Regions from separate parts of the Sus scrofa genome. Here region 2 is linked to region 1. A link is a contact called in public HiChIP or PLAC-seq data. All regions are on one chromosome and are shown on one strand. Each heading gives the region's core, a stretch centred on a gene start, on an enhancer-like site or on the middle of the called end of the contact. The rest is flanking DNA. Distances are from core to core; before and after follow the strand shown.

What was found. HiChIP or PLAC-seq counts read pairs in DNA pulled down with a chosen protein or histone mark.
Region 2: a contact with region 1 is called in an H3K27ac HiChIP or PLAC-seq map of alveolar macrophages. The contact joins the promoter of FYTTD1 here to the promoter of PAK2 in region 1. A contact is called at or near these places in 1 of 5 promoter capture datasets (liver) and 1 of 2 datasets of contacts at active chromatin or transcription factors (alveolar macrophages).

What each region holds. Positions count from the first base shown.
Region 1 is chr13:133,381,866-133,384,895 of Sscrofa11.1, reverse strand. It overlaps PAK2 (serine/threonine-protein kinase PAK 2), which reads left to right and starts at 1,390. Exons shown (of 16, transcript XR_002337855.1): 1 at 1,390-1,732.
Region 2 is chr13:134,362,102-134,365,131 of Sscrofa11.1, reverse strand. It overlaps FYTTD1 (UAP56-interacting factor), which reads right to left and starts at 1,486. Exons shown (of 9, transcript XM_003358772.4): 1 at 1,248-1,486. The coding sequence starts at 1,350. It also overlaps a transcript of RUBCN not described here.

The DNA.
Region 1 (3,030 bases), core at 141-2,640:
TTGAGTTTTCCAGCCTTGTGCAGGATTGCAGTCCCAACTCCTTGAACAGGGCCAAGGCCTTGTCTTTGGTCTCTTGTCTCTTGTGCAGTCAGTAAAACCATGGAGATTTGAGATAAGTAGTTTCTTTCAACACAACTTTGGCTTCACTGACATGCTTACCCCTCCAATTTCTTGCTCTCCCTTTGGGTTGAGTGGGAGTTTGGAAATCTGTCAGAGGTACTTCTCTTTCTTAAAAGCTTAGTTATGCCTTTGAAAGGATGTTCTCTTTTATCCAGCAATGTGTTTTTAATAGTGGGGGCTGTTTTTCAAGTTATCTAATAGTGTGCCATATTGCTCCTTGAATCTTTTCTCTCGTACTTTCCACATCAGTTGAGTTTTTTGCTTCACATCTATCAAAAGAACATACCCATTCTCCATTTTCACTGCTATCTCTTATGACAGTCATGATTACTGCCTCCTTTCTTCATTCCCTTCTATTCTTGAAAACCCAGAGTCCATTCTCCATGTAGCAATCTAGTGACCTTAAAGTATAAACCAGGAAACCTTCCTTCCCTGCTTACAGCTCTTTAATAGCTTGTTGGAATAAAATCCAGCCTTCTTACCATGTCATTCAGGATCCTCTCTGACCTGAATCTTGTCTCCTCAGGTGTTTTTTCACACTGCGCTACTCTTCTTGCACTAACTCCAGTTACACAGACCCTCTTAACTGACCTTAGAAAGTCCCCCCCCACCTCCTTCTGCTTGTAATGCTTTCTCCTGGGAGTTTCTCATGGCTGTCTCTTTCTGTTCTCAGCTTAAATGTCACCTCCTTAAAGATGCCTTCTCTGGCCAACTTATCCAAAGAAATCATCCTAGTTTTTTCTTCATACCAGGTATCACTATTTTAATTATTGTGTTTTCATATTTGTAAGTTACACAAAGTGACTTGTGTTCACCCTTGTATTCCTGATACCCAGCAGTGTCTGGTACAAATTAGACACCAAAATATTTGTAGAATTAGTGAACACATTGATGAACTCCTCCTCCTCCATGAATAAAACAGAGGCATTAATTTGCAAGGAGGCGCGACTTAATTTAGCACCAAAATACATTAATAAGAGTTGTAGGTAAAGGGCAAAATGGGTAACGGATGAATTCCCAGAAACAAATGTCTTAGAGCAGGTTCATATAATAACAGTTGTCTTTCAGCGTCTTTGGTTGGCACAGACCTGAGTGGAGACAATGCTGAATTACACGAGGCACTGGCTGTCTCTGTCAATAAAAAGAATACTAGAGATGGAGGGAGGGAGGAAAAGAAGAGAGATAAGAGGCACACATCTCTAAACTACAACTCCCAGCAGCCTCCGCGTTTGCCTGCCCACTGGGAGGCGGTGCCTGTCTCCGCCCGGTGGAGCTCCCGCCTTCGGCCCCGCCCCTGCCCGCTCCCCGCCGTCGCCCTCCCCCAGGGTTGTGGCCACGCGCAGCGGCAGCGGTTGTTCCGCTTCCCCTCTGGCCTGGGCCGTCGCCATTGCCGAAGGCTCCCTGCCCTCCCCTCCCGGCGCCCGCGGGGCTCGGCGGCCGCCCGGCCTAGCAGTAGAAGCCGCGGCGCTCCAGCGCGGCTCCACTTCCCGCCCCGCTTCCCCTTCCCTCCCCTCCCCGCCCCGCGTCGCTCTCTTGCTCGGGGCGGCTCCTGATCCCGCCAGGAGCTCGGCCGGAGGCTCCTCGCTGGGGCGGGGACCTTTCCTCGCCTGGGGTAAGTGTGCAGACAGGCCGGGACGCGGGCCGTCGCTCTCCTTCCTCCTTCCTTCTCCGCGGCCTGGCCGGCGCGAGCGGCCCGGGGCAGCTGACCTGCCCCGCGCGGGGCCGGGAAGCCGCCACCTGCGTGCCTGGAGCGGCAACTCTTGGGGCGGTGGCTCATTGTCTGCGCCCTCGGGCTGTTTTCTTCTCCGGTTTTAGCCTGAAATGGGAAGCTTGCTAGGCTGGTGAGTTCTGACTCTTCCTGGACCCGGCCCTGCCCTGAACCGTGTCGCGCCAATCTCTGCTCTCTGTCGATCTCCCTTCCCTCGCGTTTCAGCCTTCTCTTTTTCTCCATTTACTTTAGTGTTCGACTCACCGTTTCGGGGTTTTTAACTCGATTTTTTGTCTCTTACCGAGTTCCAGCCCCACCTTGCTACCTTTGGTCATCCCAGTTTCATTGCTTAGGCATATTGTCTGTAGTCCCCTTACTGGTTTCTAAACTGTAATCTGTGATATCTTCCATATTCCGGATCAGTAGAAACTATAGTTTTCCGAGGGTTTGAGGGCCTCCGCTTGATAACTGAGCTTTCGTATCTTCTCGTGATTCTTTGATCTTCAGCCAGGAGATGAATATTTGCTTCCTTAGGTAACTTAGGTGAAGGTTAGCTTTCACCATGTTTGGCTTTCTTTAAAATAACACACACATGCAAAACGGTACCGAAAATTCCTCAGCGGACTCAACTTTTTGACTAATTCTTTAAAGATAGAGTCATCCAAGAACTGAAGATTGGAAAGCAATTGCCATTGTTGTCAGTTGTCGTGGGGTTGTACCCGTCCTTGTCTCTTATCTTTAATGGAAACACTCTGGACAGTGAGAGCGTGATTTCTTTCCTCCTTGATGAATAATGCCAACTCCCATTGGTATAATTATCACAGTTTTGTCTTACAAGTGATCTATAGTTTTTTGTTTTCTTTTTAAAGCTCTGTTAAAAGACAATCAAAATGGTTAGGCCTAAAATTAGACTACGACGAGCAGTGTTTTGGATCAAGGTTGTGCACGTCACGTTTTTTCCCCTCCTCTGTTTGACTCTTCCGCTCTTGTAAGTAGGCAGGATATTGAAATGTAGAAGAATTTGCTCTGGGGGTTTGTTTTTGTAGGGTTACTCAAAAGAATAACATTAAATAAAGTTAGATTGTGATGAAGGCAGTGAATAGTAATTTTTAAAGCAGGTTAGAACTTGTCAACTTTGCCAGAAGCTCTGCGGCATTTATAAAACACACTTATAATAACTTCTACATGTTTTATATATGTGT
Region 2 (3,030 bases), core at 237-2,736, 980 kb before region 1:
CGTCCTAGTGGATGCTAGTCGGGTTCGTTAACCACTGAGCCACGACGGGAACTTCTCGTATTATATTTTTTTCTTGACCTTAGTTCAATAGATTTCTCATTTCTTCGGAGGTCTTTAGGAATAGGCAAGACTTAAGGTCAAACCTATGATTTCTGATGATTTGCTTGATTTACACATTGGGTTCTAACTTGTGGCAATCATAGAAACCAAGAGTTCTTGACTTTTGACCAAGAACTATGCAGAAAAACCACAAAAGAAAAGAAAAGAAAAATACCGCCCTTGGAAAAGCCGGGTACTTTTCAAATATCCGACAAACCGACAAACTGGAGGCCACAGAAAGGGCAGGCAAAGCTAATACATCAAATCCATAACCTAAATTCCGACAAAAACGGAATTACTTTAAAACCAAGTAAGCAAACACAGAAGACCGATGCCTCAATAGTGTTAGGTCTAAATTTTTAATTGAATCGCCAGTCTTCCTACTTTTCACCTAATCACCACCAAACCACCCCACTTTTCTAGATTCTACGCTTTATCTGGTTTCCCCAACCCTGGTTTTCGTTTCGTTCTGCGCTAACGTGCTAACTTGGAGGCCTGGCTGGGGAGAATGCGCTCTTCTAGGCACTACCTAATACCCCACCTGAAGGCCTTCCTAACGATCGTTCCTTTCCGTCAAAGCGCCCGTCAGAAACGGCCAAATCTCGGGGCGTCTTTACGCTTCTATTTGGCGCCAGGCCGTAGGCCCGGGCGCAGAAAACGCCCAACCAGCCCATCGCTGGAAGCACGGATTTAACCGAATCAGCCGGGCTCTCGAGGAGCTTTCCTCAGAAAGGATGGCTCCGTCGGACCCCTGCCTTCGCCCCCCCGCTAATGCCCACAGTGCACAAGCCTGAGGTGAAACCTGCCGGTTTCCCTCACAAAGAGCCGGGGTCACCCGCGAGTGGTAGCGCCCCGCCGGGGCGAAGAGGGTCCGCCCCCCTCGACGTTCCCAAGCTCCGGGCCCGAAGCGCCCCCGCCCCCTTCAGACACATCTCCGCCGAAGGGACACTCCACCCCCAGGCCCTCAGGCCCGACCCCAACACCAGCGAACGCTCGCCGGGTTCCCCATCAGCCCTTCCTTGGTTCCGCCCACCCGCAAGAAAACTCGATCTACAACTGCGGCCGACCGCCCCTTCCCCCACCAACCGCGGTACTTGGATCCACCCACACCTCCTCCCGCTCCAACAAGGTCCGACTCGGCTCCTCACCCAAAGACATATCAATTTTGTCGAGGTTTTCATTGCTGCGGGCTTTCGGCGGCGGTGGCGGGGTCGCCGCGGCCCCCATTAACCGGGTACCAAACCGGTTCATGGTTAGAGACGTCGCGTAGGAGCAGTCAGCGGAGAAGGCCAGAGGCTGAGGCCTGTCACCTCCCACTCACGCACGCACGCAGACTAGCTGCACCGAGGGAGTGCGCACGCGTGCCGCCGGCGTCCTCCCCTCCCACCAGCGGCCGAGGGCTGGGGGAGGAACCACAGAGATGAGTGGCGGGCGAGAGCGGCCCCTTCCACGCGACTCGCGCCTAGCGGCTCTTGCTGGAGGGGAGGAAACCTTGCAGCCGCTGCGGTGGCCACTAGCCAGCCAGCTGTTTCGGCAGTTCGCCGTGCTACCCAAATTATGTTGGACCCTGAGCGCCTCAGAATCACATGCCTTAAATGAGATCATGTTCCTCTGTGCCCTTCGAGTCCTTCCTGCTACAGAAATGCCCTCTAAGCTTTGGTACACACGAATGTTCACAACCCACTGCAATGCAGCCTCGGAGGCAAAACAGACCCTGCGAGTGTGGGTGGCAGAACTGCGTTCTAGCTCCCCTCTCCCTGGCCAGCTCTTCTACCTGCAGCTTGTGGAGTCGCCACGTCTGGACACAAAGCAAAGACTGCACTGATAATTCTTGCGTCACCACACTAATAAAAGTAAATGCTAACGTTTCCCATATCTGTACCACTTCTCAGCTGGCACTCTCAAAACATTTTGCATGGTACTGGCTATCTTAATAAGACCTCACCTTCCTTTGGGAGAGGGGTAAGTACTTCTGTTTATTTGGCTGCGTTTTTCTCTAATTCATTTGCGTTGAGAATTGATAGGAAGATTCTTTTTTTTCCCCCTAATCATCTCTTTAGGAAAATTTCTTAATATTTGATGAATTCCTGCATAACAACTTTTTCCTCCTATTGACAAAACGTGATATTCCCTCTCTTTTTACCTCCTTCTCCTCTAAAGTAACCCTGCTTGTGTGGACGTATTTTGGTTATATCATCCTCAGAGGAGCTTAAATATCTAAGACATTTGCATCTTGGGAAAAAATCAGGGTCAAGTATTCTGGTCATTTAGGAATCTCTGCAACCTTCCCCCTCTCCACTTCCTAAAATTTCTTTTTGCATAGAAATGAACCAGTGACCTAAAGTATCTCAAACCCACAATAGGCTGTACTTATTTTTCGCCCAAGACTCAAATACACCATAAGAGAAGCGTGAATCAGCTGAAGGGGCACCTTTGAAGGGGTACAAGACACTTAAATGGGAGAGGAATGTTTGGACTCAAAAAGACCCAAGAACAATATTCAGCATGTCAAGGAGAGTAGCGTGTATGCTCTTAGCACAATGTGCTTGATTTTACTACTATTCCACTCTGTAGTTGCCACCCCTCTCCCTACTGTTAAAAACTAGGGAACTGGATTGTATAGATGTACAAGAGAGACCTTGGTTTTATTAAGTGGTACCTTTTTACTCAATTGAGCTATTCACCTTGTGAACTTGGGAGAGTGTCTGGGCCTCCTACTCATCTTCAAAGCAAGTAGTTAAACTAAATATATGTTATACTTAATTATTTCTAAGATTCCTTACAGATCTAAAATCTTTTAGGCAAAAGACATTTTTCTCCTTGCTGTCCTTCTCTCACTAGAAATAACTTCTGCAATCTCTACTTCTTTGTGGGAGCAAACTACAGGGAGGAATGTTGGGTTTTCTTAATTTTGTAAAAGGAAGAAAATTA